Regions from separate parts of the Mus musculus genome. Here all the other regions are linked to region 6. A link is a contact called in public ChIA-PET, Hi-C and HiChIP or PLAC-seq data. All regions are on one chromosome and are shown on one strand. Each heading gives the region's core, a stretch centred on a gene start, on an enhancer-like site or on the middle of the called end of the contact. The rest is flanking DNA. Distances are from core to core; before and after follow the strand shown. Region 1 overlaps Acoxl (acyl-Coenzyme A oxidase-like). Region 2 has its middle 130 kb from the start of Gm14009. Region 3 overlaps Morrbid (myeloid RNA regulator of BCL2L11 induced cell death). Region 4 overlaps Acoxl (acyl-Coenzyme A oxidase-like). Region 5 overlaps Acoxl (acyl-Coenzyme A oxidase-like). Region 6 holds the start of Bcl2l11 (BCL2-like 11 (apoptosis facilitator)).

The links. A called contact is a pair of places that touch in the nucleus more often than the background predicts. ChIA-PET counts read pairs in DNA pulled down with a chosen protein or histone mark. HiChIP or PLAC-seq counts read pairs in DNA pulled down with a chosen protein or histone mark.
Region 1: an H3K4me3 HiChIP or PLAC-seq map of bone marrow-derived macrophages shows a contact between it and region 6, with 4 times the contacts expected there. The contact joins the enhancer-like site here to the promoter of Bcl2l11 in region 6. A contact is called at or near these places in 1 of 39 promoter capture datasets (neutrophils), 1 of 15 datasets of contacts at CTCF or cohesin (CD8 T cells), 4 of 484 Hi-C or Micro-C datasets (the HPC-7 cell line, bone marrow-derived macrophages, rod photoreceptor and 1 more), 6 of 115 datasets of contacts at active chromatin or transcription factors (CD8 T cells, bone marrow-derived macrophages, embryonic stem cells and 2 more) and 3 of 9 other capture datasets (adipose tissue, liver and pancreatic islet).
Region 2: a contact with region 6 is called in an RNA polymerase II ChIA-PET map of memory CD8 T cells, with 1,416 read pairs. The contact joins the enhancer-like site here to the promoter of Bcl2l11 in region 6. A contact is called at or near these places in 14 of 39 promoter capture datasets (the 3T3-L1 cell line, 3T3-L1-derived adipocytes, the C10 cell line and 9 more), 3 of 15 datasets of contacts at CTCF or cohesin (the NIH/3T3 cell line and pro-B cells), 44 of 484 Hi-C or Micro-C datasets (the 3T3-L1 cell line, the BV-2 cell line, the C10 cell line and 32 more), 37 of 115 datasets of contacts at active chromatin or transcription factors (the 230-238 cell line, CD8 T cells, DN3 thymocytes and 28 more) and 6 of 9 other capture datasets (adipose tissue, bone marrow-derived macrophages, embryonic stem cells and 3 more).
Region 3: an H3K4me3 HiChIP or PLAC-seq map of bone marrow-derived macrophages shows a contact between it and region 6, with 11 times the contacts expected there. The contact joins the enhancer-like site here to the promoter of Bcl2l11 in region 6. A contact is called at or near these places in 18 of 39 promoter capture datasets (the 3T3-L1 cell line, 3T3-L1-derived adipocytes, the C10 cell line and 13 more), 3 of 15 datasets of contacts at CTCF or cohesin (CD8 T cells, the NIH/3T3 cell line and large pre-B cells), 33 of 484 Hi-C or Micro-C datasets (the 3T3-L1 cell line, the C10 cell line, the C2C12 cell line and 24 more), 36 of 115 datasets of contacts at active chromatin or transcription factors (the 230-238 cell line, CD8 T cells, the SCID.adh cell line and 26 more) and 3 of 9 other capture datasets (adipose tissue, liver and pancreatic islet).
Region 4: a contact with region 6 is called in a Hi-C map of cortical neurons, with 3 times the contacts expected there. The contact joins the enhancer-like site here to the promoter of Bcl2l11 in region 6. A contact is called at or near these places in 8 of 484 Hi-C or Micro-C datasets (the N1E-115 cell line, bone marrow-derived macrophages, cerebral cortex and 4 more), 9 of 115 datasets of contacts at active chromatin or transcription factors (CD8 T cells, VIP interneurons, bone marrow-derived macrophages and 5 more) and 3 of 9 other capture datasets (adipose tissue, liver and macrophages).
Region 5: a contact with region 6 is called in a BATF HiChIP or PLAC-seq map of CD8 T cells, with 16 read pairs. The contact joins the enhancer-like site here to the promoter of Bcl2l11 in region 6. A contact is called at or near these places in 10 of 39 promoter capture datasets (the C10 cell line, the HPC-7 cell line, the SN4741 cell line and 7 more), 2 of 15 datasets of contacts at CTCF or cohesin (CD8 T cells and large pre-B cells), 11 of 484 Hi-C or Micro-C datasets (CD4 T cells, CD8 T cells, Th1 cells and 5 more), 26 of 115 datasets of contacts at active chromatin or transcription factors (the 230-238 cell line, CD8 T cells, the NIH/3T3 cell line and 22 more) and 3 of 9 other capture datasets (adipose tissue, liver and pancreatic islet).

Annotation. Positions count from the first base shown.
Region 1 is chr2:127,981,737-127,985,814 of GRCm38.p6, forward strand. All of the region lies in intron 11 of Acoxl (acyl-Coenzyme A oxidase-like), which reads left to right. Among named protein-coding and RNA genes, the nearest start is that of Acoxl, 130 kb to the left of the region's middle. Within about 2 kb of position 1,730, at least 2 of the 459 cell types and tissues checked have an H3K27ac peak or open chromatin away from gene starts, as enhancers often do. A contact at or near this core is called in bone marrow-derived macrophages, where this site is marked.
Region 2 is chr2:128,293,754-128,297,624 of GRCm38.p6, forward strand. No RefSeq gene overlaps it. Among named protein-coding and RNA genes, the nearest start is that of Gm14009, 130 kb to the left of the region's middle. Within about 2 kb of position 2,163, at least 109 of the 459 cell types and tissues checked have an H3K27ac peak or open chromatin away from gene starts, as enhancers often do. A contact at or near this core is called in the BV-2 cell line, the C2C12 cell line, CD8 T cells and 22 more, where this site is marked.
Region 3 is chr2:128,371,953-128,375,728 of GRCm38.p6, forward strand. All of the region lies in intron 1 of Morrbid (myeloid RNA regulator of BCL2L11 induced cell death), which reads right to left. Among named protein-coding and RNA genes, the nearest start is that of Gm14010, 49 kb to the right of the region's middle. Within about 2 kb of position 2,174, at least 95 of the 459 cell types and tissues checked have an H3K27ac peak or open chromatin away from gene starts, as enhancers often do. A contact at or near this core is called in the 230-238 cell line, the NIH/3T3 cell line, Sertoli cells and 13 more, where this site is marked.
Region 4 is chr2:127,959,884-127,963,665 of GRCm38.p6, forward strand. The region is part of intron 9 of Acoxl (acyl-Coenzyme A oxidase-like); the gene reads left to right. Among named protein-coding and RNA genes, the nearest start is that of Acoxl, 110 kb to the left of the region's middle. Within about 2 kb of position 2,403, at least 52 of the 459 cell types and tissues checked have an H3K27ac peak or open chromatin away from gene starts, as enhancers often do. A contact at or near this core is called in the N1E-115 cell line, VIP interneurons, bone marrow-derived macrophages and 4 more, where this site is marked.
Region 5 is chr2:127,915,307-127,919,160 of GRCm38.p6, forward strand. The region is part of intron 9 of Acoxl (acyl-Coenzyme A oxidase-like); the gene reads left to right. Among named protein-coding and RNA genes, the nearest start is that of Acoxl, 63 kb to the left of the region's middle. Within about 2 kb of position 1,710, at least 29 of the 459 cell types and tissues checked have an H3K27ac peak or open chromatin away from gene starts, as enhancers often do. A contact at or near this core is called in CD8 T cells, the HPC-7 cell line, Th1 cells and 3 more, where this site is marked.
Region 6 is chr2:128,124,098-128,128,348 of GRCm38.p6, forward strand. Bcl2l11 (BCL2-like 11 (apoptosis facilitator)) reads left to right here and starts at 1,941. Exons shown (of 4, transcript NM_207680.2): 1 at 1,941-2,155. It also overlaps a transcript of Acoxl not described here.

The sequences.
Region 1 (4,078 bases), core at 480-2,979, 140 kb before region 6:
TGCAGAACTGTCTGTGGTAGGCTCTCCCAGGTACCCACATGTGCCTGGGATTGTATCCACAGAGACAGAGCCTCAGCACACGGCTAGGAATGCAGCAGACCCTCCACAGTGTCTGCTATTCTCATGAAAGGTTTTCATGAATGCTCTTTTGCAAAGGAGAAGCGGAGACTGGACTGAGTGGCAGCTAGAGCTGGGGCTGAGTTCTTCACTAGGTCCCTCTGTCCTAAGGCTGACTAGGGTGTGCAGCATGCAAAGTGGCTAAGGACTAAGCAGTGACCACTTGATAGACAGGTGGACAGATGGACTAATGGACTGAGGGGAGTGAGTGGGTGTCCTGTGTATCTATTTTCTCTCATTCTTAGAACTTGAGATTGATTCATAAAACTTGTCCCCTTTCACCTTTCTGTGCGTTATTTTACTTCAGACAATTAAAGGATTTTGGAGTGTGTGTGCTTGTTCGTGTGTGTGCATGTAGAAGCCAGTGGTTGATGTTGGCTGCCTTCCTCAATCACCTTTTGTTAATGAGTTAAATTTCCTTTTGACACTTTTGATGGCTATGATACATCTAATTATTCTTACCCTTGCTGTCTTCTGTCTCCCGTCCATTACTGTCCATTCTGCCTCTTTCCTACAAACCCCTTTTCTACCTTTGTATCTTTTGTTTTGTTTTGTGACCCACTGAGTTTAAGCAAGGCTACCTGTAAAACTGTGGTTGCAGAACTATCCTTTAGAGCCCAGAAGGTATACAACTGAAGGCCATGATTTCTTCTTCCCCAACACCCATCAACAGCCAATAGTTTCCCCAGGGAGGGGGAGACCCTCTGAGTCCTTCCCATCCATGGATGACTGCTAAAAAACCCAGCTTTGTTCAGGCCCAGTGCAGGGGATCTCTGCTGCGGTGCGTTCATGAATTCTCTGTCACACTCAGAAAACAGTGTTTTGTAGCTCTTCTCTCCAACATTTGGCTCTTATACTCTTTCTCCCACCTCTTCTGGATAATCCCTGAGCCTGGATACATGATATAAATATTTAGGGCTGCATGCTCATCAGTCATAGCTAGAACAGCCATGTATCTCTTTCACTGCAAAGAGAAGCTTCTCTGATCCAGGCTTAGGGTGGTATATATCTATGCATATAAATGTAAATATTTAGAAGATAGTATTATGTGATGTCAACTTATGAAAACAGCAGCAGTGAGTCCTCCCGTCCCCACCCCAGGGCCTATGACCTTCTAGCCATGACTTTCTAAACAGGTTTAAAGTACCAATCATGAATTCTCTTCTTTGGCCTTAAGTCTATTCAGGTATCTGTCATTTACTCCTGTAACAGTCATGCCCCTATTGTTCCAGGGATTGCACTTGGCATGGCGGGTTGGAATTATGGCTTCAACTTTTCTCCTCTGGCAGCTTCTAGCACCTTCTAGCCAGCAGGAGGCATGCTAGCCAGGAGAAAGGGGGCTTCCAGTTAAGTTCCAGCTTCATTTCTCTATGTCCTGCCACCCACGTTTGTCCCACCTTATTTCTGGAGACTAGGTCTTTCTCTGAATATGGAGATCACTGATTTGGTAGACAGGCTGGTCAGTAAACTCCAGAAATCTACTTGCCTCTCCAGGGCTGGAATCACAGGGGCATTCACCACCCGCAGCTTTCTGCATGGGTGATGGGGATCTAAAGTTAGGTTCTCATGCTTGGACAGCAGACATTTACTGACTGAGTCATCATGACTTTTTATGGAGAAGTTGCCAGCCTTGGCCGTATGTCAGTCATATCCAAAGCACGAGTGCCCCACTGGCAGCTCCTTTGAGGGGATGACAAATGTGATGTCATGTCTAGTATGGGAGCAGGAAACTTGAAAAATTACATAGTGTGCTAAGATAGGAACCGTTCTGGCAATAATCTTTGCTGCTTCTCTCTTATCACCAGCAATCCTCCTAACCTTTGAGGCACTCCTCTTAACTTCTGGCTTTCATGTCTGGCACTAGTACTCAGCATGAGTGTTATCTAGGGAGGGCATGTTATTTCCTCAGTGAAACAATTTTTTTTAAAGATTTATTTATTTATTATATGTAGGTACACTGTAGCTGTCTTCAGACATTCCAGAAGAGGGAGTCAGATCTCCTTATGGATGGTTGTGAGCCACCATGTGGTTGCTGGGATTTGAACTCAGGACCTTCAGAAGAGCAGTTGGGTGCTTTTACACGCTGAGCCATCTCACCAGCCCCAACAATTTTTTTTATATATTTTTTCTTTATTTACATTTCAAATGTTATCCCATTTCCTTGTTTCCCCTCCAAAAAACCCTTATCCTTTCCTCCCCCTCCCCCTGCTCACCAACCCACCCACTCCCACTTCCTGATCCTGGCATTCCCCTACACTGGGGCATTGAGCTGGCACAGGACCAAGGGTCTCTTCTCCCATTGATGCTCCACAGGCCATCCTCTGCTACATATGCGGCTAGAGCCATAGGTCCCTTCATGTGTTCTCTTTGGTTGGTGGTTTGGTCCCTGGGAGCTCTGGGGGAATCTGATTGGTTCATATTGTTGTTCTTCCTATGGGGAAAACCCCTTCAGCTCCTTGGTTCCTTTCTCTAGCTCCACCATTGGGGACCCTGTGCTCAATCCAATGGTTGGCTGAGAGCATCCATCTCTATATTTGTCAGGCACTGGTGGAGCCTCTCAGGAGACAGCTATATCAGGCTCCTGACAGCAAGCACTTGTTGGTATCCACTATAGGGGTATGGGTTTGGTGACTGTATATGGGATGGATCCCCACCCCCTTCAGTGAAGCAATTTTAAAACCACATGCATTATGTTTCTTTTCCCAATTGCAAAAGCAATGCATCCTTTCTGTATATACCCACTGTAGATGTTTTTTGAAAATAAGAAAAGCACAGAGAAGGAAGGAAATAGATGCTACACCTGTGCTTCTAAGCAATGACACGTTTCTAAGCCACATTCTTTCTATGCACTGGTGTGTTTAAAGTTTTATAAGTTCTTGCCCCTGAGGCAGTAAGGACAATACTTCAGATTTCACGTATGCAGCAGTGTTAGTGTCTGGTAACATTTATGATGTATGTGTAACATAATTTAACTAACCAACTATGGTGGTTTGAAGATGTTTGGCCCATGGGAAGTGCTACTATTAGGAGGTGTGTCCATGTCAGAGGAAGTATGTCACTGTGGAGGCGGGCTTTGAGGGCTCCTACAGCTCAAGCTCTGCCCCATGTAGAAGAGCTAGTCTTCTCCTCGGGGCCTTCAGATCCAGATGCAGAATTCTCAGCTCTTGCTCCAGCACCATGTTTGCCTGATTCCTGCCATGGTGAAAATGGACTGAACCTCTGAAACTGTAAGCCAGCCCCAAGTAAATGTTGTCCATTATCAGAGTTGTCTTGGTCATGTTGGTCCCTTCGCAGCAATGGAAATACTAACTAAAATGCCAACCTTCAGTTATATAACAATCTATTATAAAAATATTCTAATACCTAACTTTGGTGCTAATTTGTGTGCATATTCTGCTTTTGGGGGAATACATATTTAAATAATACTGACACTGTGAACAAAGGTTATACATATTTCTTCTTCTATCAGCAATCAAAACCAAGGCCTAATAGTTTCTAGACCAGTGGCTTTCAAGTTCTCTTGATCATGACCCCCCCCCACACACACACAATAGAATTTTCATTATAATCCAGAAATTCCATACATATATACATACATGAAAAGTGGAAAAAAAATAGAAATTTTCATGTAATAACACTGGCCTTCCCATCCTGATGTGTTCTGGTAATTTCCTTTCATTTTAAGAAAAGCAGACCACCATGCATTACCTGGACTTCAGGACCTGCTGGTGTGTCACAGCTTGCTGTTTGCAGAGCATAGCCAGGCTCACTGGTCAAATCCCAGAGTCTTACTCTAGGTAGCTGGGGTTTCAACACAGAGTCCAGGAAGCTGCAGTGTTGGAGGATACATTGTCTAGTCCAGGCTGTGGGATGCCTTCAGTGACTGGAAGGTTTCTAATTTCACCCCCTTGGTACTTAAGATTTTGTATTTGAAGTTCAGGAAGAATGGGGACCCCAATTA
Region 2 (3,871 bases), core at 913-3,412, 170 kb after region 6:
ATTTTTAGAAGTATTGAGTATATGCATCTTATGGGGGAAATCTATGAATTTCATTAGATATTCAAAAAAGTAGGTCATGCTCCAGAAGTTCCTCCCAAATGTGGGGCTCATCCGAGGGCTCATCTTACGTTATTGCTGGCACGTTCCATGAGCATGTGGGGAGTCATGGTAGAGACACCGGCCAGAGGCTGACGTAGCCAGAGGCTCCTGCCCGAGCTTCCAGACTCTCCTGCCCTAAAAGTGGGAATTTACATTTTGTTTCTATCTTCAAAGTTTCACTAGGACATGAACGATGGTTGCATTCATTATATAATCAGAGGCCATGACCTCAGTAACTACCCAAAAAGGATTCCTGGGACAGTAACTGCAGGTAGAGGTGGTCGGGGGTGGGGTGAGGCAGACAGGACAGGGAACAAGGCTTAGAGACCAGGAAAGATAGTGGAGCTCCTGAACAGATGAGATGTTCAGAATCTGCAAAGGTCCCTAAAGATTAAATTCCAGTGAAAAGCCCCCAAGGGCAAATGTGCCCTGACCTGCCGAGCTTGGCATGGGAGGTTCCTGTCTTAGTTACTGTTATCATGGCAAAGGCAACTTATAGAAGAAAGCTTTTAACTGGGGGCTTGCTTACTGCTTCAGAGGACGAATTGCTTATCATTGTGGCAGGGAGCATGGCAGCACACAGCAGATGGGGTGCTGGAGAGGTAACTGGAAGCTACATCCTGATCTGCAGTCTGCAGGCAGCAAGGACGGGGACACACACACACACACACACACACACAGAGAGAGAGAGAGAGAGAGAGAGAGAGAGAGAGAGAGAGAGAAGAGAGAGGCCCATCCCCAGTGGCACACCAACTGGGTATCAAAGATTCAAATATGTGAGCCCACGGGGGGGGGGGGGCTTTCTCACTCAAACCACCACAGCAACAGAGTCTAGAACAGGGCTTTGGAGGCAGCCCTGACTCTCTCCCCTTTCTTTACACAGAGCACCTCATTATTCTCAGACAGTGCCATTCTGAGAGCAGGCACCAAACCGACAGTGAGTTTTGGCCAAGACTTCCCTTTTTGCATGGTTGTGAGTGACTGGTGGGGGACCTGGGTGAGTGGGACAGCCTTCAGCTATGACATGCAGCACCTGTTGTAGAGGGTCTTGGTGGGTCAGCAGTGGCCCCAGGACGACACAGGTGCTAGCCAAGAGCTCAAGAGCCATTGCCATCTCCAGACCTACCTCAAGTTATGCCTCCCCCAAGAAACAACTGCTTCTGGGTTGAACAATCTATTTAGAGAGGATGGCAAGTCACACCTCACCGTGCTCCCCACCAAATCACGAATCCACCACGTCACCATGCTTTCCTGTGGACAGAGGAGTGGCAAAGAAGCCATCCTGCCGAGCTTCCTGCTCAGGCACAATGACATCTGCTGCCCTGCTGGTGACGCGCAGCCCACCCCAGGTGTGGGAACGCTCTGGCTTCTTGTAGATTGTGGTTTCCCCGTTGAGTCAGAGGGATTGGGACAGTGCTTTGAGCAGAAGGACAGGCGGGTCACAAGACATGTGTGTGTCAAAGAGATAAATTTTGAATCTTTGACAACAGGTTTATTTCGAGTAAGCTGAGTCACTGATTACATCAAAGATCGTGCCCAGCTGGAGACACTAACAGCAAAACCCAGACCTGGGGCATTTCATGGAAGTTACCGTAAACAGTTATTTTGGGCAAAAATAGATTTTCATCTATTTGTTTATTTTTGAGACAGGGCTTGCCATGTAGCCCAGGCTGGTCTGGAATATACAATTCATTATGTAGCCCAGGTTACCTTCAAACTCAATGTCTTTGTGTCTCAGCCTTACAATGTTTGGGTTAGTGTTGTTGACATTGTTGTTTTCTACAAAGCTTTAAAACACACACAAAAAGAAATGAATTTATTACTTATCGCAACTTAGCAGAGTAGTTAAATTTATAATCTGCCTTAAATTCTATATGATTGGGAGAGGGTACCAAAAAGCAGGGAAGACCCTTGGTGAGGGTTGGGGGAGGGGTACTCAGAATACCCTTGAGATGGAGCGAGTTCATCTGATGTTTAATGTGCATAGCACCAGTGAGGCTCTCCACTCTATGGAAAGAGTGAATGTCTTTCTAAAACCTCCATGGAGTCAGGCCAGGCATCTCTTCAGACGTCTGCTTCCTGAGTCATCTTTGCCTTTTCTGTGACAGACTACTGATTCCACTGGGAACACTCTAGCCATGTGGAGTCCTTCTGAGTTCCAGGAGTCTATACTGTTGGTCACAGGGAAAGAGAAGGATCACGGGTTTGACAGAGGCTCTGGGGACAGCAGGCCTGGCTATCCAGTGGACTCCACTGGCAGAGGAGGGCTGATATTTTGCTCTGGAGGGAAGCCTGGGTGGAATAGGGTTTCCTTCAGGCTGTGCAGCAGTTCAACCAAGAGGCAGTTCAGCAGAGCAATTGAGCCATAGACAGCAAGCTCTCTCCCCGTGTTTATCTCCAGTTTCCACCTTCGATTCTTCTCAGGAGACCCAGATCCCTCCACTCTCCCCACGCTCATCTAGGAAATTGGAGCTACCTCAAGGATGCCAGGATCCTCAGAGCCCATTTCTCTGAGCAGCCAGGCTGTTGTGTCAATAGTCCGAGAACAGAAGAGCCATAGATCTCAGCCAGGTAGGAGCCTCGTGTAGCCTTGGGGGGTTCAAAGGCCCGACCCCAGTATCTGACCCATCAGCTGCTTTGATCTGCTGAAGTTTCTTTCTTCTACTTCCCACAGACTTTTATGATTTTATTACATGTGTGTTTGCTCTGTTCTGTGACAATTGAGGTGAATGAATCAGAATCACCAATTGTTTTTCCTTCTAGTCTGCCCAGGTCTGTCACCCCATCCTGCTCTGACCATTTTTTTTTTTTTTTTTTAAGATTTATTTATTTATTATATGTAAGTACACTGTAGCTGTCTTCAGACACTCCAGAAGAGGGCGTGAGATCTCATTACGGATGGTTGTGAGCCACCATGTGGTTGCTGGGATTTGAACTCAGGACCTTCGGAAGAGCATTCAGTGCTCTTAACCGCTGAGCCATCTCTCCAGGCCCCTGCTCTGACCATTTAAACCCCCTCTTGCCCTCCAGTGAGAGCACAAGCACCAATCTTCCAGGCTTCACCTTTCATGCTCCCCTCCCCCAAAGCAAGCTCAGGCTCTTTCTCCAAAACAGGAAGTTACAGATAGTGAAGTGACATCGGTCCCTGGCCTCCACTGGTAGCCTCCCCCACTCTCTCCCTCATTCTGAGCAACGTCCTCTGACTAACTCCCGAGGTTCTCCTTCCTCTCTGGAGCCCCCTTGCATCAGCGCAGCTGCCTGGACTCCTCCCAATGCCCAACTAGAATTTCCAGAACCTTCCAAGCTAGGTGGCCTCCTTCTGACCTATGGACATTCCTCTGGGGCTGGTTCTGTCACAGGATTTTTTCCCCCTGAGGATTTATTGCCAGGAAAAAGAATTCCCCAAAGGAACGTTGTGATTTCTCATGTTGGACAATGAGAGCCAGACACTGTTCTTTCTGTCGCTGGGATGCTTCAGTGCTACCCTAATGTGTAGGACAGATGGTTCTCAACCTGTGGGTTGCGGCCCCCATAGAGGTCAAATGACCTTTTTATAGAGGTCATCCCTGGAAAACACAGACATTTACGTTACAACTCACAACAGTGATGAAGTAGGACATATTTTGTGGTTAAGGGTCACCATGTGAGAAACTGTATTAAGGCGACACAGCACTAGGAAGGTTGAGCAGCGCTGTGCTTAACACCATTGCATACAGCTGACTGAGAAGGCGGTCTGGTTTCCCTAGCCTCTGGGTCCACGATCCAGACATAC
Region 3 (3,776 bases), core at 924-3,423, 250 kb after region 6:
GAGTGATGAGATTCCAGCTCCACACACTTTTAAAGATGCCCTGTGTGCAGTTATGATAATCTTGACAAGTGACTTGGAGAAAGTTGCCTGATGTTCAAGTTTAGAGCCCTTTAAATCGGTGTTTCTGGATTAGCTAAGAAACAGACAATTGCATTTTCTTTCCTTTTGCTTTTAATGAAGAAAGGATCAAGACATGGGGAGGGCCAATAAATAAAGTAATAGATTAATTAGTTGATTGATTAAAAGATAACAAACCAGCTGTAAGAGAGCATCCGAAAAGCTCTGCAGGCCCAGCACCCGTGAGCACTGAGTAGCTAAGAGTCCGTTCCCGGGTGGGAACCCTGGACGGGCCTCCCAGCCGTGATCAGCAGGCAGCAGGTAGGGGTGCTGCTGGGGGCACGTCCTGATTTTTCTGTGTCTGTGTCATTTTCGATCAACTGTGTCATGGGGCTTCCTGTTTCAGCTCCCAGTTATTCTGAAACAAAAATATGCAAGAAAAACATAGGTCACTGCCAACCGCACTGTGACAGTCACTCTAGCACATGGAAACCGAGAAGGGAGACAGATCAAAAACGCTACTATGAGCAGGGGATCAAATCAGCAACACAACTATTCTCATAGTGATATCCGAAATCCAACCGTGGTCATGAGCTGTGGCAACCCTTTAAAAGCCATTCAGGGGAGAGCAGGAAGGCAAACGTTCCCAGAATTCCACTGTTTTGTTTGGGGTCACCCTGTTGTGACTTCCCCATGGGGTCTGATGCCCAGTAAGCTATGAGATTCTACTTCTGTGTTCTTGATTTTTACTAGAGACTCCCACAAGACTTAGAAGACACCCCAGGTGATGTCTTGAGCTCCTGCCTCCAAGGACCCAAAGCAACTTCAAGTCAAGTCCACTGGGAACTCCAATTCACAAGGTGCAGAGCCCCTCAACACCTCTCCTATCTGAGACTCTAAAGATAACTGTGGGCTTACTTGAATTTGTTCCAAGTAGCCTCTATAGGAGAGAAGGAGAAAAAATAATAATAAGACAAGCCCCTCCACACACACAACCAAGCAGAGGTTGCAAGGACAGTATATGGCTGACAGAAGTTCCAGAAAGACTGTAGTTCTATTCATAACTGCACTGCTGCTCAAGGCCCCTGTGGTCAGCCTCCCTTGGTGCACCCCTGTCTGCAGATCACATCCTCAGCTCTCCAAAACAAGTGAAAGGATATTTCCAAAGGCAGAGCAGGTAGAGAGAGGCAGATGGTGCCGTGCCCTCAAAAGGTATGCTGTAGATCCAGAGCCTGCTCTGCACTCAAATCTGCCTCACACACACACACACACACACACACACACACACACACACACACACACACTGGAGCAGTTTTCCCATGAGATGGTTGAAGACAATGCTCCCATGGGAACAAGGTTAAATCTAAGCTGGCCACTGTTTCCAGCTCTGACGCTGAACAACACTGCTGACAGCTGAGAAGGCAGTACCACTCAAAACTTCCTGGGACATCTCCCTGTGCCCCCAGTGGGATACCAGCCTGAGTTCACCCTGAGCTCCAAAGGACTTTGCACTGTCCACGGCCTTTTGTTAATGACCCACATTTTTTCTGCAACCTCAGAGCGGGGAATTGCATGATTTTTGGAATAGCTCCATCTGTCCCCAAGAGATCCCTTCACAATGCATAATATACAAAGGATACAAGAAAGAGGAAATATGCAAAGTTGCTCAGACGGGTGTATTGTGTGTTTCCCGACATGAGTGTTGTTGCTGCGTGGAGTTAGGAAGGAGGGCAAATTGCCCAGCCATTGAGCTCTAGCTGAGCTGCTTCTAAGGACCCTCTCTGAAAAACAAAGCTTCCTAGAGGGTCCGGGCTCTTGACAGCAGCAACTGTGGTAATTTAGTGCCTTTGTTATTCTTTAAAAGGCCCCTATTGTCAGTGGCAGTGGGGAAGTTTCTGGAAGCTGGGGAACCTGTCTGTGTGACACCTACACAGTCAGGGGAACAGCATCCCCTCCCCACCCCCTACCCCCACCCATGAATCTCTTGGGAAAACCAGCTTCCCGTTTTGTGTCCTGTGAGCCAGCATTTTCTGACCAGGCTCACAGTATCCGCCATCTGGCCCAGGATTTCATCTGCAGCGCCTTCCTGGGTGGGCAAAGAGAAACAGGAACTGGGTGACGCACCAGTGGCTGACATGGGTGGAAGGAGAAACTGGCTTCCTCTAGTTCTACCCATGAAGCAGAGATAGATAGCCGACTGCCCTGTCCTCACCAGCCTGCCTCTTCTTAGTGGGATGCAAGAGTCAAATGGAATAGCTCAAGCAGTTACAATATGGCACTCCCAGCCAAGTGGGTACTGAAATCGCAGAGAGGGGATAGGGCCTTATAGACACAGCAGGCTAGGCCATAGAAGGAGGAAGTGGACACCCTTTCCAAGGTCACACCAGACGGGGCACAAGTGGACTAAGACTTGGGTCTTTCCCACCTAGTTCCCATGGACTAGTGGCCAAAGTTAGTGGTAAGTCCAGCTTACCACTGCAGAACCTGAATAAGCTGGCCTGGGAGCTTTTGCATGGATGAAACTAATTCCTGTGAACCCTATATTGGATGCCTACCTAGCTTTCATTGGAGAAGCCCAGGCTAGTCTATTTGGAGACTATAAGAAGTTTGTTCCCAATTCTCAGCAATTCTCAAGGACATCTTCCATAACCAAGTGGACACTGAAAGTGGTGGAGACCACCCATTCCTCCCCAGTACTGGGTTGAGCCTGAAGGGACACCTGGTCACATGTAGGGCCAAGCTGCTCTCTGCTTTGGTGAGCTTTGCTCTTCTTGTGGGTCTTTAATATTCACTATTAGCAACTCCCCATCCCCACTACGGATACACAACTTTATTTTCCCTAAGACATTATGAACAATCTGGGACCCACGAATACCATACTGAAGACAAGTACTCATTAGGGAACAGAAATGTAGTTCAGGCTAGAGGTGAAAGGTATCCATACAGAGAATGAGGCATGAGCCCTCAATGTCCCCAGCTTGTCTCTCACCAAGGTTCCTCTGTCCAGAGCTACAACCACGTATCTCTAAGCATATTTAGATCCTTTCGGGGCTTGGGTGATGTGACTTAGCTTCTACAGAATGCTCCTGGCTCAGAAAATGACTATGTATAAAGACTTTCAATGCTCTAAGGCAGAGTCTGAGTCTCTCCCAGAGCTGTTCTACCTCACCCAGCTCCTCTCATCCACTACTGAGTACAGCATCCCATCTGCCGGAGTGTCCAGATGTGTGGTTTTCACCCAAGCCGGCATCCATCCTCTCAGAAGGATGCGTGAAGGCCATCTCTTACCAAGCAGGCAGAGCCAAAAGCACAGGGAACCCAAAATCCAGAGGTGGAGCTTGACAGTCATACCCAGGTTCCCACCCAGCATCCTGGTCATCACATTCTGATGCCAGATGCTCATGGAAAATTCAATACCAGAGCCTCAAGGATCTCATAAATGGGCTCACCTTTTAGTAGTCCTTGGGTACCACTAAGGACGGCCTCAGAGTACACCAAAGGTAAAAATGGGCAAAGGATCCACAAAGGTAAAGATCTGGTCTCCCAGGTTATCTTCTGGTCTCATCTGTCCACATCCTTCCCTTCGACTTCCTTCTCCAGATTTGCTCATTAAAATTTTTTTCAAAGAACAAAACCTGGACACTTTTACAGATTTATATAGTCTGACCGGCCTTGTGAGAGGACAAAGTTACAGACAGTCCCATGGTCACTAAGAAATT
Region 4 (3,782 bases), core at 1,153-3,652, 160 kb before region 6:
AGAGTAACACAGTGCTATGATAGTGGGCTTAAAATGTTCTGCGTTGATTCCAGGGAGATGGCTCAGTGGGTAAAGTGTTTGCTATGCAGGCACAAGGATCTGAGTTCAGATTCCCAGAAGCCACCTTTCGCCAGGCATGGTGGTATATAGGTGGTATATATGTGTAACTCCAGTTCTGGGGGCATAGAATTAGGCAGAGCCCAAGGGCTTGTGGCTATTCAGCCTGAGCACAGCACCCAGCTCTGGTTAAGTGAGAAAACTTGTCTCAAAACATAAGTTGAAAACAGAGGACCTGATGCCTGCCTCTGGCCTCTACATGCATACACATGGGCAAGCATACCTATACATGTGTGCTGCACACACGCATATACCACATACAAGTATGCATACACACATGCATGCTTTGTTTTATAAAATATTTGCACTCTAAGTCTTAAATCTAGGAGTGTTCCCCCAAAAGAGGAGAAACAGAAAGGGTTGGACTGAAGGCTCTCTGAGCGGTTGGGCTATCTCTGTGAAGTCATATGGGAATGGGATGTATGTGTCCCACTGAGGGCTCTCACCTGATCCCTTGACTGTAACCTGAAATTGAATTATTAACAATTCTCAGTGGACATGGGAGTGTGTCTGGGCCCCAGCTTCTGTCTGCAGAGGTCAAGCACCTCAACCCTGAAGGAGGCAAGTTTCTCTTCTCCCTTCTGGCTGCAGAAATGCCTGTGAACTACCTAGCACCCTGAGCTTATACTCCAAGATATCTCAGAGTCAAGGACAGAGGCTCAGCCACATAGGATTTTCTCCTTCAGGGTGACTGGATGTCATTCACAGCAGACTGATGCAATGATGCTTCGGAGCAGGAAACATGGGAAGCAATTATCTTTTTAGTAGGTCACTGGCCTCCTTTGGGAGAAGAGACCAGAGGGAGAGTAGAGAAGGCAGGCAGTGTAGTCCCCCCCAAGAGGCTGCGCCTGCAGAAGCTGCCTTGGTGATTAATAGCCGTGTCACTTTCTGCGAATGTTGCTTCAAGCGGCCGTGTTCACAATTGAGTGGGGATGAAATACAACAACCAAAAATAAATGTTTCCTCTATTCCTTAGTTGTTGCCAGAGCCCAGAAATAGCGTTTCAGATCTATAATCTTAAATGGCATCATTCGCAGTTCTCTCTGAGCCCTGGATTGATTTTCACGTGGATATCAGCGTGCATACATACTCGGCTCTTTGTTTTTGTTTTTTTTTTAAAGATCATGAGAAAGCTAAGTGACTTGGATTCTTTTTCTTTGGAGGGAGTGCTGAAATGAGAATTGTTTTTATAGAGAAAAATATACCCTTTACATGTATTTTTAACAAAAAATAGTAACCCAGTGGAGGAAAGACAGGAAGAATATTGTGTCCATATAGATCATATTCTGGAACAATAAAAACGTCTGGCAGGCAGTAATTGCTGGCCAGCTGCAGGGATTACAGCCCTGTGAGCTGTGTTCAGGGCAGCATGCCAGGATGCTGGCAACCAGGGAAGGAGCCTTCAGTGTGCCCGACTGGGTCCATAAACATGATGCTGAGTGCAGAATAGCCAGTCAAGGTTGCCATGTGGGCTATGACTTCTCTGACCAGTGTCTTGATATCCCCTGTCTCTGCTGCCTCTCTTGCAGCCAGACAACAAGCTTGGGGATAATGGTGGCAGTCTTAGGGCTGACCTCTGGTAGCATCTCTGAGCACAAAAGCCATTAATCTTTATTGTCACATTTCCCACCTCTACAGCCAGATAGAACATCAGACAGGTCAGAAGCCAGTGGAAACTCCCTTTTGGTGCTTTGGGACTGTCAGCATCTGAGGCCAGAGGGAAGGAGTTGTGGACCCTGCTTTCTGCTCATCCACTGATTTGGGGTTTTTTTTTTTTTCTGTTCTCATAGAAGAAAGTCAGGGTATGGCTGTTGGCATGAGGTGGGTTCCTCTCTTCTCCTCTCTCATTCTTCTCATTAATTTCTATCCTAACTGACTACCCATGTTCCCTTGTCAAAGTTATTTCTCTGTAACAACTATTAATAAGCAGACATTCCAGAAAAACAACACAAAACACTAGCATCAGTCGGGAGGTAGAGGGTGCCAGCAGAAAGCATGGACTAAGCAGGCTAAGCAGGCTAAGCAGATTAGGAATGACTCGTTGGATGCTTTGGGAGGCTTCTGATATTGGCAGGGGGCTCTCCTTGGTCTGACACTACCTTGGTGTCACCTGGGGTGACCTGTGCAGGGTAACAGTGGCCTACATTGTGATAGCCTCGTGAAGGAGGTATTGGGGCCTCTGAATTTGTTAGCTTGCATTTGGAAGATGTTGTCATGGGGACATCATTTGCTATCTTTAGGAATGAGCTCACCCTGGGAGGCGGGGCAAACACTCCAGGATCAAGCAAGGCTCCAGTGGAGAAGCATCAGGAGCAGTCAGTTAGTAGAGACACATGCAGTGTCAGGCTGCAAGGGAGAGACATTGGCACTGGAGGGATCACAGGAAGATTACTGAGGGCATTCTAGGGAGAAGCAACTTTGCTTTTATTGGTTTGTTTCTGTTTGGGTTTTGGAAGGGATATGTTAGAGAGAGGGAGAAATATCAGAAAAGTCTCAGTTGGGGAGGGGGATGTGTCTTAGTTAGGGTTTTATTGCTGTGACATCATGACCATGCAACTCTTATTAAAAAAAATTAATTGAGGCTGGCTGATAGTTTCAGAGGTTTAGTCCATTATCATGGCAGGAAGCATGGCAGTGTGCAGGCAGACACGGTGCTAGAGGAGCTGAGAATTCTGCATCTTGATCCACAGGCAGCAGCAGGATACTGTCTTCCACACTGAGTGTAGCTTGAGCATAGGAAATCTCAAAGCCCACTCTCACAGTAACATACTTCCTTCAAGGCAAGACCTACTCCGACAAGGCCACACCTCCTGATAGTGTCACTCCCTATGAGCTAACCATGCAAACACATGAGTTGATGGGGACCTTGCCAATTTGTCTTAGTTTGGGTCTTTGTAGAGACACCATGAACATAGCAACTTGAATAAAGGCAAACATTTAATTGGTGCTGGCCTACAGTTTCAGAGATCCAGTCCATTATTGGCATGGCCGGAAACACGGCAGCATGCGGGCAGGCATGGTGCTGCAGGGAGCTGAGAGTTCTACATTTTGATGTGAAGGCAGCAGAGAGAGACTGTGAGCCACACTGGGCATAGCTTGAGCATAGGAGACCTTAAAGCTCACCCCAACAGTGACACACTTCCTCCAGGAATACCACACTTACTCCAACAAGGCCATGCCTCCTAATAGTACCCACTCCCTATGGGCCTATGGGGGCCAATTACATTTAAAGAACCACACTATTCAAACTACCATTCCAGCTTCTAGCCCCCATAAGCTTGTAGCCATAACATAATGCAAAATGCATTTAGTCCATCTTCAAAAGTTCCCATAGCCTATCACAGTCTCAACAATGTTTAAAACTCCAAAGTTCAAAGCCTCTTCTGAGATTCATGCAATCTCTTAACTGTAATCCTTTAAAATCAAAATTGCACACTTTACCAGATCACATACTTCCAACATATAATAGCACAGGATATACATTACTGTTTCAAAAGATATGGAAGAGAGCATAGTAGGGAACTTCTGGACCAAAGCAAGACCAAAACCAGCTGGACAAACTCCAGCCTCTGCATCAGATCTCCAACTCCTTTCAGCTTTGTTGACAGCAACACATTTCTTTTTCTCAGTCTGGTTCCACGTCCTGTTAACAGGTTTCCTTGGCA
Region 5 (3,854 bases), core at 460-2,959, 210 kb before region 6:
TCATTCATTGGCTTTTTACCTTGCATCTAAGGATCTGAGATGGAGAGGTGACAACCTAAGCCAGCAGCCACAAAAGGCTGATGGAGCACTTGGCATCACATGTACAGGAGTCAGAAGATCATAGGACCATGAGTTTGTATGCAACACTTCAATCCATCTTTAGGACCTTTTCATTCTATCAAACTGTAACTGTATTACCATTAAATAGTAAAACCCTCTCCCATTTCTCCCTTTCACATCTATGGCAACCATGTGTTACTTTCTGTTTTGATGATTTAATTACTCTGGGTACCTTATATTGGTTGAATCAGATTGTATTTGTCTTTTCATGCCAATCTTATTTTACTGAGCAGTGCCTAGACATTCTTGGATGCAGCCTGTGCCAGGGTTTCCTTTTTCATTAAGGCCAGTATTCCATTGTGGCTGCCTATTCATTTATCCATCAACTGACTCAGGCTGCATCCACCTTTTACTTACAGTGGATACTGCTGTTGAAACTACAGTACACAAATGTCTGAGTCCCTGCTTCCACTTCTTTTGGGCTTATATCCAGAAGTAGATTCTGAATCTTGTGGCAATTCTACATTTAATTATTTGAGGAGTGTTCATATTGTTTCTTTCTCATTTCCACTTGAAATGTAGTCGTGCCAAGTCGGTGCAGTTCTGGCTCTTTCAGAAACGCACAGCTGTGACTGAGAAAGGATTTCCAGTTTGCTGTTGAGTTTCAGCAGAACTCAGATACTGGGTTTCCTGGTCTTTTTTGTGCGGATGGGAAGGTGTTGGGGAGCAAAGTATGGGACCTTCAGGTCTCATCACCAGACTTTTATAAATATTCCAGCAGAAAGTCCAGGGTAAGATCAATGTGGACATGAGAAACTCAATAGGCACATAGTGGATAGAGATGGGGTAAAGACTCCAGAGAGGGCAGATGGTTCCAGAGTAACTGATGGGGCAGGATGGCTTCTCTATAGAGCAAGGGACTGGAGGCATCTTAAGGAGATGAGGGTGAAGAGGAGATGAGGGAGTCAGTAAAATCATGTAACCGTGGTGAGCAGGCAGCACTTCTGTTGTGGACAGAGCTGGGGACAGAGCTATTCTAGAACAAGAGGGGACCCTGTGTGGTAACTAAGGTACTTGAGGCCCCAAAACATACAGTGGTGCCTTAGACAAATCTCTCCCATTAAAAAGAAGCATGTGTTAGGATTAAAGACATCCTCCAGAGCACACAGACATTCACATGTGCCTACACGTGTGTCTACACCCACACCCACTTCACCCACTTTCACTTCTGCCCCAAGGCATCCTCCATTCCTGTATATCCATCATTCCAGGTTTGTTTGTGTGGCATAGGAGTGCCTATTTGAATATAAGATGCCATATAGGGTTGGTGCTGAGGCAGGGAAGTGGAGAATAATGCAGCTGTGTTCAGACAGCATAAATGTGCAATACAAGGAAAATACTGGCCATGGCTGATGGATATTTGACAGCAGGTCTTTCCCACAGACCATTTATTATCATGATGCCTTAATTTATTTTTATAAAGTCAAGTCATTTTTTTTCTACAGAGTGGAAAATTGTCTCTTTGATGTTCGTTTCCCATTGTTTAGCTTGAGGTTTTGGGTGGAATCCACGCCACTGTGACGACTGGGTAACCCCGAGAAGTGCCCTTTGCAGATAACAGCTCTTGGGGCCCCACCACCCACGCAGTGGGAAACAATTTCCCCAGTGTGTGGGTGTTTCGTTTTGTTCTTTCTGTAAGGTTGAAAGAGTCCTCTTCCTTTCTGATCCAGCGCTGCAGCCTGAAGAAACATGCTCCTTCATGGTGGATACCTTGAGGCAGCCATGAAAGAGGAAACAGGCTTAGAAATGGCCCTTCACCTTTCTCTCTCACCCTCTGACACTGGAGTAACCACAGGAGCCAATGGTGTGGCAGTTTTGCATGAGTCACTGCATTCATATTTCTAAAGCCAAAGATAAGAGCAAGGAACAAACCTGCAATAGAATGATTTTGCTAGTTTGTTTTGTTGGGTTTCTTTCTTAAACAGATAGGAAAGGAAGCACATTTTCCATCTAATATGGTTACAGGAAAGTCCACAGGGTTCTAAGTTTTAGATAAAACTGAATAATGATTCTTCTTTATAATTGACTTATATTTCCTTGCTCCCCATAGACCTTGAGAAAGGTCAACTTAGCTGTCCACTGAGGCTAGGGCACCGTCAAGACTTTGAGATTATAGGTAACAATTTTTCCAAAGGACTTGATATCTCTCAAAGTGTGCTGGATAGCTCTATGTCAACTTGACACAGGCTAAAGTCATTGAAGAAGATGGGACCTCAATTAAGAAAATGCCACCATAGTATCCAGCTGTATGGTATTTTCCTAATTTGTAATTAGTGTGGGAGGGTCCAACCCATTGTGGGTAGTGCCATCCCTGGGCTGCTGGTCCTGGGTGCTATAAGAAAGCAGGCCTGAGCAAGTCATGTTGGGTAACCCAGTAAGCAGCACCCCTCCATGAGCCCTAATCAGCTCCTGCTTTTAGGTCGCCACCCTGTTTGGGTTCCCATCCTAACTTCCTTCAATGATGACTATGGTTGTGGAAGTGTAAGCCAAATAAGTCCTTTCCTCCTCAATTTGCTTTTGTTTATGGTGTTTCTTCAGAGCAATAGTAACCTAAGTTGAGACACAGGGCTGTGGAGCAGCAAAGGGGACAGCAGAATTGGAGGTCCTACATATAGTCACTCCCAGAGAGGTAAGGGGTGTCTGTGCCCAGCATGGCCACCCTTAGATGAACATGCAGATCTGCGTCTGAACAGTCATTCCAAGTGGTGCTGTTGCTTTTGTTTTGAATGAGTTGGCAAGAAATAAAGGGGTCATGCACCCTTGTGTTGTGACTTGGATTAGAATCAGAGTCTACAGTTGGCAGATGAGTCAGAAAGCTTATCGAATGGGCAGGTGACATCAAGTAGGTAATGCAGTTGTCATCTTTTGAAATACAAAAGTAAAGACAAGAAACAGGGTCATCTGGGCCATTGGGTTTTGATTTCGAGTGCTGGCAAATGCCTAGTGACTCCCATTTGGAGCTGGTTTTGATCTTGTGGGGTCAGTTGAGGAAGAATGTCATTCTCCACATTTTGTAAAAATAAAATAAAGTGACTTTCCGCCCTACTTTCCATTTTCAAGAATAGTTGTTTCTGTCACCAGGTCTCTGGCTGGCTGCTTTATCTGTCTCTTTCTCAAACTTCACAGTAAGGCTCTGACCAGATTTATACAAAAGAGTTGCCAAGAATTATTCAACTCTGATGGTAGAATCTTAAAAGTCAAGCTATCTTTAGAAGGTTGCATTTTTTGTTATAACCTCCCTACAAAATATTATTCTCAAGGGGGCAGACTGCAGATCTTCATGGAGTGTCCAAATCATGTGTTTTTACTTAGTGTTTTGAGAGCTGTGGGTTATGTTGTTGGTATTTCATGGTAGAACTCAGCATGGGCCTGGGGCTCTGCCTCGAGAGTGACAAGCACTCTTCAGGGTAGATACACCTTCAGGTGTATCTTCTACCCCCTGCAATCCCTCATCTCCTCTCTTGTTAGTGGCCTTCTTATAAAGGGACCTTTTCATCTAACCTTAAACCTGCTCATTGCATGACATCACCAGACTCACAGGGTTGTCTCCAAGGGTTCTCTGCTTACTAACAAGGGGATCTTCCTCACACAGATCTGATACATACTCAGAAGCCTCTGTGGGCTTCCAGGCCAGGGGCATGAATCCTAATCCTTATTAGCCTGGAATTCTGGATCCACCTCCCCTGGAGACTCCTGTACCTTCATCCTTTGACCCTTTAGTAAATTAGCTTCCC
Region 6 (4,251 bases), core at 691-3,190:
AAAGGCCCGCGGCTACCTGACTTGAGGCACTTGGTGGAAGCTCCCCTGACTGCCTTGTTCCCTGGTGATGCAAGAGCCTCCGCCTCCAGGCCGGCTTCCTAATTAGGACCTAAAAAAGAGCACATAGCCCAACCCGTTGCTTTCCCCAGTGCCTGTATATTTTCTTTTAGCATGTCCAGGGTTGCAGAATCGGAAGACTCCAGAGCAGCCTGCTCCTACAAAGAAACACCAGCGCTTCCCCACCCCCACCTCCCACCCCTGTATGGTTCTTTTCTAGTCCAAGTATGAGGCGCCTAGCTCCACGCTGAGGGCGCAGAATACTTGCTGCTGGCTTTGGACTCCCAGAGTAGCAGTAGCAGATTGGGCTGCATGGGTGGGATGCCGAGTGGCCAAGGCACAGTACTGCTTCACAGACCTTGGTCAGGACAGACCTGGATCGGCGGTGTACTTGACTTCATCCACGCCCTTGCCCTGTGCGCTCTTGTAGCGATCACCCCTGACCTCCAGCAGGAGCAAGGCTTTGCCTTGAACACCCCAGCTTCCCTGGGAACCAATGGCTTCTTTGATCTCACTCAGGATTCACTTGAGAAGCTAGACTTTAGCATGGGGCTGTGCTGTGTCACCGTGACGTTAGATCCGCATACAAACACCAAAATGACCAAGATGGCCCAACATTGATTGGGACGGCAGGTCGCAACACTTGTTCTGCAAGAAAAGGCTACGTCCTACTTACTGCCAGCCTGGATGCAGGTTGGGTAGCCCATTAATAGAGTTTCCTTAATCTCGTGTGGGGAGTGGGACGTTCCATTTCCAGAGCAGCTTTTTTGGGCCGCCGCTATGAGAGAAGGGGCTGGGGGTGGGGATGCACATGGCGCCATTGACTTCCAGACTTCTGTTGGAATCACAAAGGCCTCAGGAAGATCAAGGGATTTTTTTTTCGACCCCCTTATGGTTTTCCCAGCTCGGCCTGAACTCCGCTGCTCCATGGTCGCCAGCATCGGCGGACCGATGGATAGACAGTTCCTGGCGTACACTGTGAGCCCCAAACATTTCGAGGCTCCCAACACCGCTCATGGCACAACCGTCTTTCCTTGGTAGCCCCCCTCCTTTTCCTTGTAGTTATTCTTTTCCAGCTAACTTTCTCATTCCCCTATTTTATATGCTTGTCGTGCCCGCCCATCGCTCCCTGAAGCTTCCCGCTTCTCTTGTCTCTCAACTGTCCTTCTCACCACCACCTCTGCCTCTTAAGTAACTGGGCACTAGGGAAACAAACATATAAACCACAACAACAACAACAGCACACACACACAAACACAACACTAAGGAGAGCCTAAAGGAGGACAGAAGGCAGAAGGCGGCGGCGACGAAGAATCTCGCTTGAGGCGCAGACGAAGAGGGGTGAGCATCTTGCTGATCTGAGTCCCCCGGAGGTCAGGAATTCTAGGAAAGGACAGTCAAAGGCCAGTGCCCATCCTTGCACCAATCTAATCCTCATGGTTTGGGGCTGAGAAGCTGTGCAAAGCAAGGGCGGAGGGACGCCTTCTGAGGCTTCCAACTGGCGCCCGCGGCCGGGCTGGACACAGAGCAGTGTACCCTGAGCGCCCCCTAAGTTCCGCTCTGCGAGGTGGCCGCCACGGGCGGACGGGGAGGGGCGGGTACATTCTGAGTGGAGGATGGGCGAGCATGCAGCTGCCCGCAGGCCAAGACACTAGGGTAAACACGCCGGGGTGGGCGGCGCACGCAAACTGCAGGACAGCCGGCGGGGCCACCCTCCCCACTACCTGTCGCAGCCTGCACGCGCCAGCGGCCTGGGGGCCGTGGGGGGTGGGGCTTACCTTCCGGCTTGCCGGGGGCCGGACTAAACGGGGGCGGAGCCCGCGGTGATTGGGCGCGGGGGCGGGGGCTCAACTACCGCAGAGTCTCAAGAGCAGGCTGCTTTCACTTCGCTCCCCGCAGGCACTGGGTCACCAGCTGGTTGGAGCTCTGCGGTCCTTGCCATCGTCGCCGTCACCGGATTCCTGCAGCCGCTCTGCGAGCTGTGTTCCACTTGGATTCACACCACCTCCGCTGCTCCCGCCGCCACCGCCTCGGCGCCCTTCCCCTGGCCCTCGTCCACCCAATGTCTGACTCTGATTCTCGGACTGAGAAACGCAAGGTAAACACTCCGCGACTCCCGGGGCGCAGGCTGGGGATGGATAGAAGACAGGCGCCGCAGCGGCTTCATCTGTCTCTGGTGTCGCACGTGCGGGTGGAGGCACTGGTTTGTCCCGCGTGGCTGCAGGAGGCGAACGCTGGGAGTCGGGTCGAGGTCGCTGCGTGCCAAGGCACTTTTGGGGAAGGGTTGTCGGCACTGAAGCTGCGGGCACTTAGCCGAAGACTGGGTTGGGACGCAATGCCGCACGAGGGGCCGCTGAGGCATCTCTCGCGGGCAAGGAGGGCGCGTGGTCTCGGCTTGGAGCCGAGGTCCCGCTTCGTGGTGCCGGTAGTGCGTCCAGCCGGGAAGCGTCGCGGCGACCCAGACGGCCCGGGAGAAGTAGCCGCGCGGTAGCGGCGGGCGGGTAGACTTAACTCTTCGCTGACGCGGGTTCATTGCGGAGGTTTGAGTATTAAAATCACACGCGCCCAGACTTTGCTTGTACCCATTCAAGTCAGTTTGGCCATAGTGGTCAATTTCCTTTCCGGATGTCCCTGGCGGCCCGGTTCCTTTTGCGACCGTCCTGTGGATATTGAGGAACACCGTATCTACAGGAGACAAGAAACCCCGTAACCCCCCTAGGACCACTTAGGCTACGCGTATTCCAAGCCCCAGCTAGCCGACTACTCCTAGCCCGATTGCACCGGGACCCAGTCGCATAGGCTGGCGGACCCCTGAGCTCGCAAGCCTATTGCCCACGGGGCAGGCACTGCTTGAGGAAGGCTAACTGAACAGTGGGGGCAGAGGTCTGGATGTGCATGCCCGAGACCCGAGATGGTCGTTCATATTTGGTTCGTGTCGGTAGCACTCGGTAGCACATGGGGACACAGCAGGTGAAGTTGCTGAGAAGTTCTTCAGGGGACTGCGGAGGCATTAGGGACTTGGCTCGGAATGGCCTGGAGTGCGATCGTGGCCTCGCGGATCTCCGAGGGGTGCGTGTCTCGCTTTGTCTCTAATGTCCCGCTGCCCTGGCGGCGGGAATTCCCGCAAAGCGCGCGCCGTCCCGGCCTGGCCCAGGGGTGGGGCGGGGCGCAAAGCGAAGCTGCCCGGCCCCCTAAGTTCCAGCCGGAGCTGCGGTGGCCGGCACAGTCTGAGCGGCGCTGGGCGGCGAGTTTGTCAACAATCGCCTTGCCTTCGGCTGCCTGACCCGTAGGCGCCGCCCCCACCGCCTCTGCCCATTGGTTACGATGGGGAGCGACTGCGCGCGGGCCAATGGGGGAGCACTGGCAGCCGGCGCCAGGGGCGCAGGGCTGGCGGTGCCCGCGCGGCGGCGGGAGCTGCGCGCTAGGGGCGGAGCGGGAGGAGGCGGAGGATGATCCCGGCGGCGGCCGGTGCAGCGCGGGCCAGAGGCGCGGCGCGCGAAACCTTCGGCTCCCCGGCGGAGCGTGGCGGAGGGCGGACGGGCAGGCGCGGGGCCCTGGAGCCCAGGACCCGGCTTTGTTTCCCTTGCCTCCTCGGTGGCGACGTGCAGGGGTCGTTCGATCGGCGCAACACGCCGCGCTCGGAAGGGAAGGGGCGGACGTGAGTCTCGGCATGGTGGCCCGGGGAGGGAAAGAGTCAGCCTTGCGCCGGGTATTGCCAAGAACGCGCAGCTAGGTGTGGAACTTTCAAAGGGATGTCTCTTAAGGCCCTCTTTGGAAGTGTGCACATTCCGGCAAGGTTGCACCCGAGAGAAGTGGTTTAGTGTTTGGGGTGGCGCGCAGGGCAGGCAGCAGGAGGGACCTTGCGGCCGAGGGCGCTCGACCCGGGCGGAGCTGCGCTCGGAGTTACAAACTCTATTGTGACGCACTTACTACGACTGACGGCCGCTGCCAAACCTTCTCCAGACTTGCTGCCCTCAGCATTTTCGGCAAACAATGGGGCCGGAGCAGGGAAGGCGGCCAGCCGCCTGCAATCTCTGCATCTGCGCCCGCTCCTGTGCTCCAGCTCCGCATCTGAGCCCGGGAAATGAGAGCCCGCTGGGATTTTCAGACTTGATTCAAGTTTGTCCTGAAGGAAAGCACGAAATGTAGACGTCCCGCGAGCTGCTTCTCCTAAAACTTCTGTGCTTGTGTGTG